Regions from separate parts of the Mus musculus genome. Here regions 2 and 3 are each linked to region 1. Evidence: chromatin contacts called from public HiChIP or PLAC-seq data. All regions are on one chromosome and are shown on one strand. Each heading gives the region's core, a stretch centred on a gene start, on an enhancer-like site or on the middle of the called end of the contact. The rest is flanking DNA. Distances are from core to core; before and after follow the strand shown. Region 1 overlaps Gm12320 (predicted gene 12320). Region 2 holds the start of Slc16a11 (solute carrier family 16 (monocarboxylic acid transporters), member 11). Region 3 has its middle 2.7 kb from the start of Gm32946.

Region 1 (3,634 bases), core at 959-3,458:
TGCTGAAAGGCTTGCCATAGTAGGTAAGTGATGGGGTTTCTCTCCCAAGGACACAGTGATATGGAAGAGTTCCTCTTCTAACATGAGGTCCCAACAAGACAAGCAAGGCTGAACTCTGTCTTATATTCACAGAGATTTCCCCAGGCGTGTTTGCTGACACTGAAGATCAAACCCATAGCTAAAGACTCCTCCACACTCAGTGTGCTCCCACGGTTTCTCCCTAATGAACCCTCTGCAGTTGAACATGTATAAGCCTCCCCCAGAAAGTTTTCCCCACTTATTCCTCTTCACCACTGTGATCCTCTGACACCCAAAGTGTGTCCCACTTTCTTCATATTCACAGTAAGTTCAACAATACTTAATGAGCCCTGAATTCCCATTATAAATCGTTCTTTCTTTTTTCTTCCTGAGACAGAGTCTCACTGTATAACTCAAGCAAACTAAGAATTTAGTATATAGACCAGGCTGGCCTTGAACTCACAGAGATCTGCCTGCCTCTGCTTCAGAGTGCTGGGATTAAAGATGTATGACATCACAAGTGACCCTAAATTTTATTTTATTTTATTTTATTTTATTTTATTTTATTTTATTTTATTTTCTTGCTTTCTTGCTCTCTCTCTTCCTCCCTCCCTCCCTCCCTCCCTCCCTCCCTTCCTTCCTTCATTTCTTTCTTTTTTTTCTGAGAGAAGAAAGGTTTGTTTTGATTCATGTTTTGAGGTACTTCCACATGGTTGGGAAGACATGACAGCAGAAGTGGCCTCAGTTATGGTGGTAGGAAACATGAACCCATCATCTCACATTTCCAATGTACCATGGCATAGATATTTCAAAAGGGAAGAAAACAGGCATATCGGGGGAAGTTATGGTCACCAAGTTGAAACCTAGAGGATACAACTGGAACCCTTTGGCTCCTTGTCTGGCATAGCCATGCACTTCCTGATCAACCGTTGTCTTTTTTTTTTCTTCTTCTTTGTACCACCCTGTCCCTAGAAACTAGAACAATATTGCATCAGCTACTTGCTGTAACAAAACACTGTGACCAAGGGAACTCATAAAAAGAAGAGTTTCTTTGGCTTAGAGTCCCAGAGGATTGGAATGCCTGACGGAGGAGCAAGGACACAGGAGCAGGAACATGAATCACAGAGCTCACAGTTTGAGCTGCAGGAATGAAAAGAGACAACGAACTCAAAATGACATGTGACTTTTGGAACCTCAAAGTCTTTCCCCGGTGACATCATTCCTTCAGCAAGACCACACCTCCCAAACCTTCTCAAACAGCTCCTCCAACTGAAGACCAAGTGTTCAAACCGCTGAGCCTGTGGGGCACATTCTCAGTCAAAGCATCACAAGTATCATCTAGATACATCTAACGACAGATGCTCAGGGCTTCTGGTGGGCCATGGGGCTGGGAGGAGGGAGGTACTTGGGAAGACACAACCGGGTAGGAAATGGTATCTTTGCATAGAGAAACCACTCACTTGTTAAGTCAAGCTAGGTGCACCCATGTCGGATGGGCAGTGCAATCTGTAACCACAGGGCTTTCCTACCCAGCCTCTTTGTTCCCCGAAATAATGGCTCTGAGCCTTAATATTTCGTGAATAAATGCCAAAAGCTTTGGCTTGTTCCCCGACTAGCTCATAACTTAATTACTCATTTATCTTTTCCTATGTTCCATGTGGTTGGGGTTGGTTACTTCTCAGTTTCATTCAACTATCTCCTTCAGCGTTCGGGGCAAATCTCCCCAGCCTGACTTTCCCAGAATCCTCTCTCTCTCTCTTTCTCTCTCTCTCTCTTTCTCTTTCCTCCCTCCCTCCCTCCCTCTCTCCCTCTCTCTCTCTCTGCCGGATGTCCCACCTTCTAATCCTGACTCAGCTCACTGACCGTAGGCTTGTTATTGGCAGCTGATGCTTCCACACAGTACATAAAGATCCTTTCTACAGAAACCAATGCTAAGTTGACTCTACTGATGGTTTAGCAGGAATGGTGCCAGAGGACATTTGTCAAGTTCTTACTTAGCAGGCTGTAAGGAATTGCTTGGGCTGCTATAGCCAAGTAGAAGAGGCAAAAAGTCAAAATGGCACTAAGGCTGAGGCCAGGGTTGGTGATATAGCTGACAGGTGAAAAAAGGTGGACTAGGTGAGAAGACTTCAGCTGGGCATGTTGTCATAGCCCACATTTCCCTGACCCGTGGCCCACAAACAAAAGGCTCAGTTCTGACAGGCAAAATCCAATGCAGGTCAAAGATCTACAGAGCCAGGCACGGCCACCCCCAAGTATGTTTATGAGTCATCAAAGGATATTACACATGCATTAGTGAACAACTCTGGCTCACTGTTTTTTCCTCCTCCAGTCTCCTGTCTTAGGGTTCTAACCTGTCCTGGTTCCTGGTAACAAATGACTGCCAACTATTATTCTTACAGTAAATGCCCAAAACTTTTTAAAGCTATAGAGAAGCTCTCATTATAAAATTATAAAGTACTAGTGCTGCTATTAAAGTTGCCCCAGGAATGAAGCCTTGGGGTCAAGCCCCAGCACCCACCTACGCATGCAGTAAATGTCCGTTAAAAATAAGTGACTCGGGCTGGTGAGATGACTCAGTGGGTAAGAGCACCCGACTGCTCTTCCGAAGGTCCAGAGTTAAAATCCCAGCAACCACATGGTGGCTCACAACCATCTGTAACAAGATCTGACTCCCTCATCTGGTGTCTGAAGACAGCTACAGTGTACTTACATATAATAATAAATAAATCTTTAAAAAAAAAAAAGTGACTCTGAGCTCAGGCGGTAGAGGCGCTAGCTCGGATCCCCTGTGCTTAGTAAGAAGCTGGATGAGGTGGCACGCATCTGTAATCCCTTGTTCAGGTGTAATCCAGTACAAGAGGAGGGGCGGAGAATGACCTAGAACCTCATAGGTCGGCTAGCCTGCTTTATACAGCACAACAGTAGAAAGAACAAGAGAGAACCTGGGCTGGTGGCACTTCAATCAATCCCAACAAAAAGAAAAAGAGAGAGAGAGAGAGATCCTGGTTCACCAAGTAAAAAGGAGAGAACCAACTCCTGAAACTTGTTCTCTGACCACATGTGCACTGTGGCCTGCATGGATATTTAATATATATATATATATGTGTGTGTGTGTGTGTGTGTGTGTGTGTATGTGTGTGTGTGTGTGTGTGTGTGTGTGTATTTTACAGTTATGTGTATTTTGTCTGCATGTGTGTCTGTGTACCACTTGCTTGCCTGTCGCCCACAGAGGCCAGGAGATCGAATCTTCTGGAACTGTAGTTAAAGATGGTTGTCAGCCACCATGTGGGTCACAGGAATCAAACTCGGATTCTCTAGAAGAGCAACCTGTGCTCTCAACTGCTGAGCCAGCCCCTGAGCCAACCCACGGAAAACAAAAAGTTAAGAAAGAAAGAGAGAGGCTAGAGAGATAGCTCAGCAGTTCAGAGTACTGGCTGTTCTTGCAAAAAATCTGAGCTCCTATTACCCAAGGAAGAAAACAGCCAGTAAGTATCAGGATGGCTTCGTAACAGGACTCGTTCTTGTTCTTCCTGTAGCTTAGCCGTCTGTTGTCCACCACATGGAGCAGCAGAATTAGAGTCACCGAGCCAACTAAAATATTTGCCAAATACTT
Region 2 (3,638 bases), core at 745-3,244, 530 kb after region 1:
AGCAGCGGCCAGCAGAGGAGCCCCCCAACCCTCCTCTGTCCCCACAGTGGGCACTAGTCCCATTGCTAGTACCCCTAACCCAGTCAGAGACCCAAACACCACCAGAAGCCTCGGAAGGGGCACCCAGCCCTGGTCTGCCAGCCATCCGCTGGCCAATCGGGCACAGGCATCTCCCACTGCAGCGACAGCCACCACTAACGCTGCCCCATAACCACCCATGCCTTGATCTAAAGCATGCGGACCCAAATGAACGTAGGGGACGAAGTATCCGCCCCCGATCAAGGCGGTGCCCAAAGCAAAGACTGAAAAGGCCCGGCGCTTGAACAGACCTAGGCCAAGGGCAGCTAGGGGGGTGCGAGGTGGGGCCAGCGGGTCACCAGAGAGAGCTAAAGGTCTTAGCAAGGCGCCACAGGGTGTGAGGTGAAGGGTGACAGCGCCAAGGAGGAGCAAGGCACCCCGCCAGCCGAAAGTATCAAGGAGGAACTGCAAGGCAGGTGCCAGGAGCAGCGAGGATGCCCCATTACCGGTGAGCGCCAACCCTACCGCCAAGACCCGACGGCGGGAGAAGTACCGAGAGAGGGTACCCAGGGCTGGGGCAAACACCAGGGCCCAGCCAGAGCCTGCAAATGGATAGGACAGGATGAGGGTACAGGCATGGCTTTGCAAACATTCTTTAGCCCCTCTTCTCCTCTGCACGCTCACGCGGACACACACACACACACCGCCTTGTACAGTCCCCTATCCTATAAGAAGTTCCTGTCCCCATTATCACCCCTTAAACATACAGCCACCCCACTCTTCTTACCAGCGAGGAGGCCCAGGCCGAGGTAGAGGTGCAGGAGGCTTCGGGCGAAAGCCGAGAAGACCAAGCCAAGCGAGGTTAGGACTCCCCCAACCATCACCACGGGGCGTGCCCCCCAGCGAGTGCTCAGGGCGCTGCCCACTGGGCCTAGAAGGGGGCGGAGTCAACGAAGACATGCCCCGGGACCCCCAAACTATCCGAAACATTTCTCATTGGCTGTTTTGCCTGGCCTGGTAACTCCTCCCATTGACCTCAAGACCCACTCTTCTAGAATTTGGTTCCACCAGTAACTCTCAGGTTGTCTGGTAATCAAGTCTGCTGTCTCCCATCACTACATCCACGGCCTCTCCACCCGGTGCCCGCCTCCCACCTCGGGGGGCCCCCCTCACTGGCTGCCTGCTGCACGGCCAAGGCCAGGGCGCTGACCCACGCAGTGTCCTGGGCGCTTCGTTCAAAGTGCTCCGCGAGGTCGGGGAGGGCAAGGCCCAGGGAGCGTAAGAGCCCGTAGGAGAGCCCGTTCACGGCGAATGCTGCGGCCGCCACCACCCAGCCCCAGCCCCCGTCCGGGGGTCCGGCCGGCTTGGGGGTCATCGCCGTCTGCTGGGGTGGGGAAACACCTGTGAATGAAGTCTCCACGCCTGGGCCTCCGCTAGGGAGCTGACGTCCCTGAGATCCAGCCTCGGGCTGCTCGCCCAGGGAGGGCACGTCGCCCGGAGCATGGGCGCGGGAACCAGGCCTAGGGATAGAAGTCCTAGGTGCGCGTGAGGTCCTGGGATGGAGGGGCAGCAGGATCCCCCAGGCCAGGGGCTCATCCTTCCCAAACCCTCTTTCTCTTACCCGACCTCTCCCGGCGTTGGGGGTAGGGAAAGGGCGAAGGTGGGTTCGGCCGGATTTTCTCCGCGCTTTCCGCAGAAAGGGTTCTGCGGAGCAGCTAGCCAGCACAGAGATGGAGCCCAACTTGGACCGCTCTCTCCAGTAAACAGAGATCACCACAGGGGCCCAAGCCACCTGGGACACGGGGTGGGGGTGGGGGTGAATACCGAGGGCGGGGGAAAGAGAGACAGCCAATCCACCCAGGCCTGGCTAAGGCCTGACGCCGAGTCCCACGAGGATTGAATTATCCACACACGAGCCCCAGCCCTGGTTGGGGAACCGCGAGGAGTGAGCGTACCTGGTGGCCGCGCCCCGCCTCTCCCCGCGCCTCTCACGCCGCGGGGCTCACACCCACGCACCTGCTGCGCACGCAAGAAGAGCCCGGTTGCACTCTTCGCCCGGCCAACTGCCCACGCATGAAAATAGCAGTGGTCTCCAAAACCTAAATGAGTTCTTGGATTCTCGGATTTGTTGTTGAGGATCCTGTAAAGCTCCAACATCAAATCACTCAAATCACTGGCCTCCAATGGACAACACCAGCATGCCCTCACTAGAAAGGAAGGCGAGTTCTCGGTACCAAGACCTGTGATGTTCCAGGCAGTCTTTACATACTTGGCCATTTCATCCTTACAATATCCCTATGAAGATGGCACTATCCCCATTTTACAAATGTAATAGCTGACCCCTAACCCACCCCAAAGCGTTCAGCTAAAAAAAAAAAAAAAATTGAACTTAGGTTTATACTATCGTGGGAGGATACAGGGAGAACAGACCTAGGAGTGACACAGAGATTGGGGACAGTTGAGGGAAAGAGCTTGGAGAGACAGATTGATGTGAACTGTAGTGGAAAGGACAGAATTCATGCAGAGCCACAGTGTGAGGGTGGCTGGGAATAGCTGAAAGGCTTGGGCAAGATTTTTTTTTTTTTAAGGAAGAATTCAGAGAAATAAACCCAGGTGTTTTTCTTGAAGATTTTAACGAGCAACCTTCTTTAGCAGTCACTATTGCTTTACTTCCGCCATTTGATTCATTTGGTTTAATCATTAAACAATGCCATTGAAATTTCAGCGATTTGCAGGTTGGAGCTTATATCAACCCGTAGCCACGGGATGGCGGTGTTTCCTAATTGATGAGAAAGTATCAGCCTAGAAAGGGAAGAAACGTAGCTGAGAAGTCGTGAAACTGGAAGACTAAAGAGAGTAGACAGACTTTCAGAAGCACATCACTGTGTTTGGGGAAGGCCTCACAACCATTAAAGGAGAGCCAGGCTACCTTCCCATCCCACACTCCCACCCCAGGGAATCAGCGTCCTCCCTCCTCAGTAAGTCTACCCTTTTCTCAGTTCTGGGTTTTCACATAAATGGTTTTTCTGCTGAAATGTCCTAGAACAGAAGACCATGAAGGTGTGAGGCCCTGCCACAGACACCTTAGGAAAGTGGCCTCACTGCATTCACCAGCCAGGAGCTGTCTGTGAAAGCCACCGGAGTGGTGGCGCCTGCAGGTACTCAGCCACCAAGGAGGCAGGGAACAGCTGGCTGGTTTCTTGAGAAGGCCAGTAAGAAGTCTGCTCTCTGTAAGTGGAACCCGGCCAGCCCAAAGGAATGGCTCTCTCCGTGATGAAATAGAAATACAGCCAGAGAGGAGACTATTTCTGGGTTGTACCAAATAATGCTGTGTACTTTGGCAGAATGCAAAATCCGGAGCCTAGGGTGATTGGTTGTGAAAGGGCATGTTCCTCGTCTTCCTCATGCTCATAGCCAGAGCCAATGTGTGTTGTCCATGGAGTTAATGAACATTGGAAAAGTGGACCCCCTACCTAGAACCCCAAGAAGACTTACTAAGCTTGACTCTCGCTTCGCTATCTGAGTGCAAACGAGGATCTGCTTCCTTGTTTTTCAAATGGTTATAATAACAGTTACCTGATAGGGTTGTTGTAAGGATTAAATTCGTCATGGCGTATGCA
Region 3 (3,629 bases), core at 693-3,192, 670 kb after region 1:
TGGCTCAAGGTTGATCACTCTGAACTAGACAAACAATAAAAGGCTCATCCCTAAGAGAAGCCAATTGTCTCTCTCCCAGCAGTCATTAGTTTCCTGTAGGTCGTCTAGGGGTGGGCCTCCATGAAAACTTCCCCCTTCCATGTTAACCTATCCATCAATATCATCATTGCTCTGGCCTTGTTTACACAGCCATGCCTACAAAAGACTGTTTCACTTTCTGTATCCTGCATCTTACAACCCTTTGCCCCCTTTTCCACAATGTTCCCTAAGCCATAGATAGGTGCAGGAGCTGTGATGTAGATATATTCCATCATGGCTGGGCCTCCTACAATCTATTGGTCTCTGCATTGTGTCCAGTTGTGGTCTTCTGTGGTGGTCTCCATTCGCTGCCAGGAGAGGCTCCTTTGACAGGTGTGATACCTACAGGATAAGATTTAGAATGATGGAAGAAGTTATGCTTGTCTAGCAAAGTGGTATGAAGTGGAAACTTACAGTTTCTTTGGAAAGTCAGTTGTGTTGGTTGTTGTTTTGCTGAGGCAAACACATGAAGGACTGTTTTTCTGAAGCAGACACAGGGGAAAGGATGTTTTTCATCCTTTGCACATGAAAGGATGCGTGATGAAGGATGCTTCACTAATGACAGGCATGTATTGGTTCACCTTACATGGCAATGATGAGCTCTGCTTGCCATGAATCCATAGAGAGAAACACACCAAAAACCTCTGGTGGTGTGCTGGCGGCTTCTTGCCACTTCCCCGGACTCGGGTCGATTGGCAGAGTGATGTCAGCCGGTCCAGACTCACGTGGAGTTTTGTTAAGACAGACTCACATGCTGAGGCAAGACATGTGATGAGGCAAGATCCATGGAGGACACATGATGTTTGGAGAGAGTATAAATAGGACTCGACGGAGAGTGATGGGGGCTTGCACAGCTAGCTTTGCAATGCTTGTAGTATCTTCACAGATCTTCACTTTGTTGAGAGAGACACAGCAAAGAACTCCTGGTGTCCCTGCTGACTCATGCTGAGTCAGCGGAGGCCTGGCTATATCTGCTAGGTCATGCCACAGCTGCTGATTTGTGTTTGCTATTCCAACACTCCTGAACTGACTGACTGTATATCTGTGAAGTGTTTTCGAGTGTATCTAGCTGCCGATGTTGACCTGTGAACTGGACTGTTGATTTTCTAAACAGGTTGACTTCCCCGTATCCTAATAACCTCTCTTTCCCACTGCCTCTGCTGGGCGGTAGCCTAGAAGGGAGGATAAAGTGTTTAAGAACCCATATTAAAAGTAGTCTCTGAAAAATAAAAACAATGGTGGTAGTAATACGTTCTCTTCTCAGCTCTATGACCTTGCTAGTTCCGGGAAGCTAGTTCCAGTACGAGGCATGGTTGCCCTCTGTCGAGTGAATGTCAACTCCACCAACATGCAAATGCCACTTATTGCATTTTTATATATATCTCACCCATGTGCCAACTGTTGTGGGTCACAGGTTTGCAGCTGGGTAGTGTTGTGGATTTGGTCTAACTCTTGTATTGTGTTTATTGGGTGCCCAAAATTACATGGGAATCTGCACATAAGATAGTGAGGGACCCTGCCCCCAATTGGTTTTGATTGGTAAATAAAGTTGCCGGTGGCCACTGGCTGGGCAGGGAGACAGAAGGAGGACTTTAGAATTCCCAGGCAAGGGACCGAGGGAGGAGGGAGAGAGCCATCACTCTGGGAAAGGAGCAAAGACAAGGCCTAAGAGGTGCAGAAGAAAGAGCATAACCATCACGTAAGAGTTGGGGATCGTGGCCCAGGAGCACGGCAGGTCTGGGTCCGGGACAGCCAAGATGGAAAATAGGTCTTAGTAAGTAATAAGTCAGGAATACCAGCGGCGGGGAGACTGTTAGCCACATGGAGATTAGGAAGTGGCCCAGCCTACACTCAGGATAGCAGCGCCACCGTGTGGTACAGCTCCAGTTTCAGGTGCCCTTAAGCAACATTTCGCAATACTATTTATGCCTCTTTCCTAAATACTAAAGTGAAATGTTAGACCGTTAGTTCTTACAGCTTCTTTTTAAAAATCCATAATTAAACTCCTAAGACTAAGTTGACCACTTACACACACACACACACACCCCACCCCCAGCTCCTTTCAATAGTGGTCACTCTTAGAGTGACCAGGGAAAACTGCTTGCGGTGAGGTCAAGGAGGCGTGGCCTCAGAAGATACCAGTTTTCTGGTTCCAATCCAGATATGCTGAACCAGATCCAGAGCCAGGACGACTGTGTTCTAAGTTCACTGGCCAAAGGCCGGCCGTCTTGGGTCTTACCTATCTCTAACAGTTCACATCCTTTCTTGCCGTTGAGTGAGAACTGCAGGGTTGGAGGTAAACAAGAGCACCTACCCAGAGCTCTGCTCCGGGGTGGGGTCTTCCCACGCAGAACAAAATCCCACTCCCCGGGCATCACTGCCACGCACTGAGTGGGTAGTAGAATCTCCTGCAGTAGTTTCTCTCAGCGTCTCACCCCAGGTGTATCTTCTCAGCCAGCTCCTTTAACCAACTGCCTCTGTGGATCCTCAACACTCAAGTCTGCTACAAGCATCTCTTCAACCTAGTAGAAGATGAAGCTTCTGGCATGCATGTTTTTGACGCAGCCTGCAACAGACTTTGCGGTGCTCTGATTGGCCAAAGAGCATATTTGAGAACCACCAGCTGAGACTGCGCTCCTGTCCTTTGTGGGGAGATGGGGTCCATTGCTGCGGATGGAGAGGAAGGATCCCAGCACCAAAATCATTCAGTCTTTTCATCCTGCTCCTTGCCTGCCTGCAAAGCCCAGTAAAGTGTAGTGAAAGTTCGTCTGCAGCCGCAGCCTGGCAGGCACGAAGGGGATTGGGAGTGGGAGTGAGGTGTCTGGGAGGCTACAGGAGCCTGCTGTAAACCCAGTGGTCCCTGGACTGGGAGTCTGGCTAAATGTGATCCATGCTTCCACCGGATTCCAGCATCCCATCCGCCCTAGAGGGTGGAGGTGGGGGTCTATCTCACCCACCAAGCCTGCCTGTAACTCCTGCTAGCAATAGCTTTTGTTCTTAGCTTTTAAAGATAAAACGCGGTGCTGGGTTTCAGGAAATTAAGCTTGTGTGTGTGTGTGTGTGTGTGTGTGTGTGTGTGTGTGTGTGTGTGTGTAGCCAAACTGACATTTAATATCCTCCCTAGATGAAGTCAGCAGGTAACCTGGCAAAAGGTCCTTATTCTGACAAAAGCTGGTCTGAGGCTGTCCTGCCTCATAGGCCCGTGTACAGAGCTGATGACTAAACACACTTCTCTAGACAAGCAACAACTTCAACAAAGAAATCAAAATCCCAGCCAGGTTTTGTAATGCATGCCTTTAATCCCAGCACTAGTGAGCCAGAGGCAGGTAGATGTTGTGAGTTTGAAGCCAGTCAGGACAGAGAAACCCTGTGGGGTTTATTTTGTTTTGCTTTTGTTCATTTGTTTCTTTGTTTGGGCAAGGTATCCCTGTATGGCCCAGGTTGTCTAGAACTCCTCAGTCCTACCTCAGCCACAGCCTCAGCCTCAGCCTCAGCCTCAGCCTCAGCCTCAGCCTCAGCCTCAGCCTCCAGGGCTAGAATGATAGGCATGT

The links. HiChIP or PLAC-seq counts read pairs in DNA pulled down with a chosen protein or histone mark.
Region 2: an HNF4G HiChIP or PLAC-seq map of pancreatic cancer cells shows a contact between it and region 1. The contact joins the promoter of Slc16a11 here to the enhancer-like site in region 1. A contact is called at or near these places in 8 of 39 promoter capture datasets (cranial neural crest, embryonic stem cells, hippocampal neurons and 4 more), 6 of 115 datasets of contacts at active chromatin or transcription factors (embryonic forebrain, embryonic hindbrain, embryonic stem cells and 3 more) and 1 of 9 other capture datasets (liver).
Region 3: a FOXA1 HiChIP or PLAC-seq map of pancreatic cancer cells shows a contact between it and region 1. The contact joins two enhancer-like sites. A contact is called at or near these places in 2 of 39 promoter capture datasets (hippocampal neurons and stem cell-derived epiblast-like cells), 2 of 484 Hi-C or Micro-C datasets (cortical neurons and embryonic stem cells) and 1 of 115 datasets of contacts at active chromatin or transcription factors (pancreatic cancer cells).

What each region holds. Positions count from the first base shown.
Region 1 is chr11:70,746,700-70,750,333 of GRCm38.p6, reverse strand. Gm12320 (predicted gene 12320) reads left to right here. Exons shown (of 3, transcript NR_167739.1): 2 at 1-23; 3 at 991-1,630. Among named protein-coding and RNA genes, the nearest start is that of Gm12320, 6.6 kb to the left of the region's middle. Within about 2 kb of position 2,208, at least 52 of the 459 cell types and tissues checked have an H3K27ac peak or open chromatin away from gene starts, as enhancers often do. A contact at or near this core is called in liver and pancreatic cancer cells, where this site is marked.
Region 2 is chr11:70,212,266-70,215,903 of GRCm38.p6, reverse strand. It overlaps Slc16a11 (solute carrier family 16 (monocarboxylic acid transporters), member 11), which reads right to left and starts at 1,994. Exons shown (of 5, transcript NM_153081.3): 1 at 1,640-1,994; 2 at 1,192-1,402; 3 at 806-949; 4 at 1-620. The coding sequence starts at 1,393.
Region 3 is chr11:70,073,169-70,076,797 of GRCm38.p6, reverse strand. No RefSeq gene overlaps it. Among named protein-coding and RNA genes, the nearest start is that of Gm32946, 2.7 kb to the left of the region's middle. Within about 2 kb of position 1,942, at least 39 of the 459 cell types and tissues checked have an H3K27ac peak or open chromatin away from gene starts, as enhancers often do. A contact at or near this core is called in pancreatic cancer cells, where this site is marked.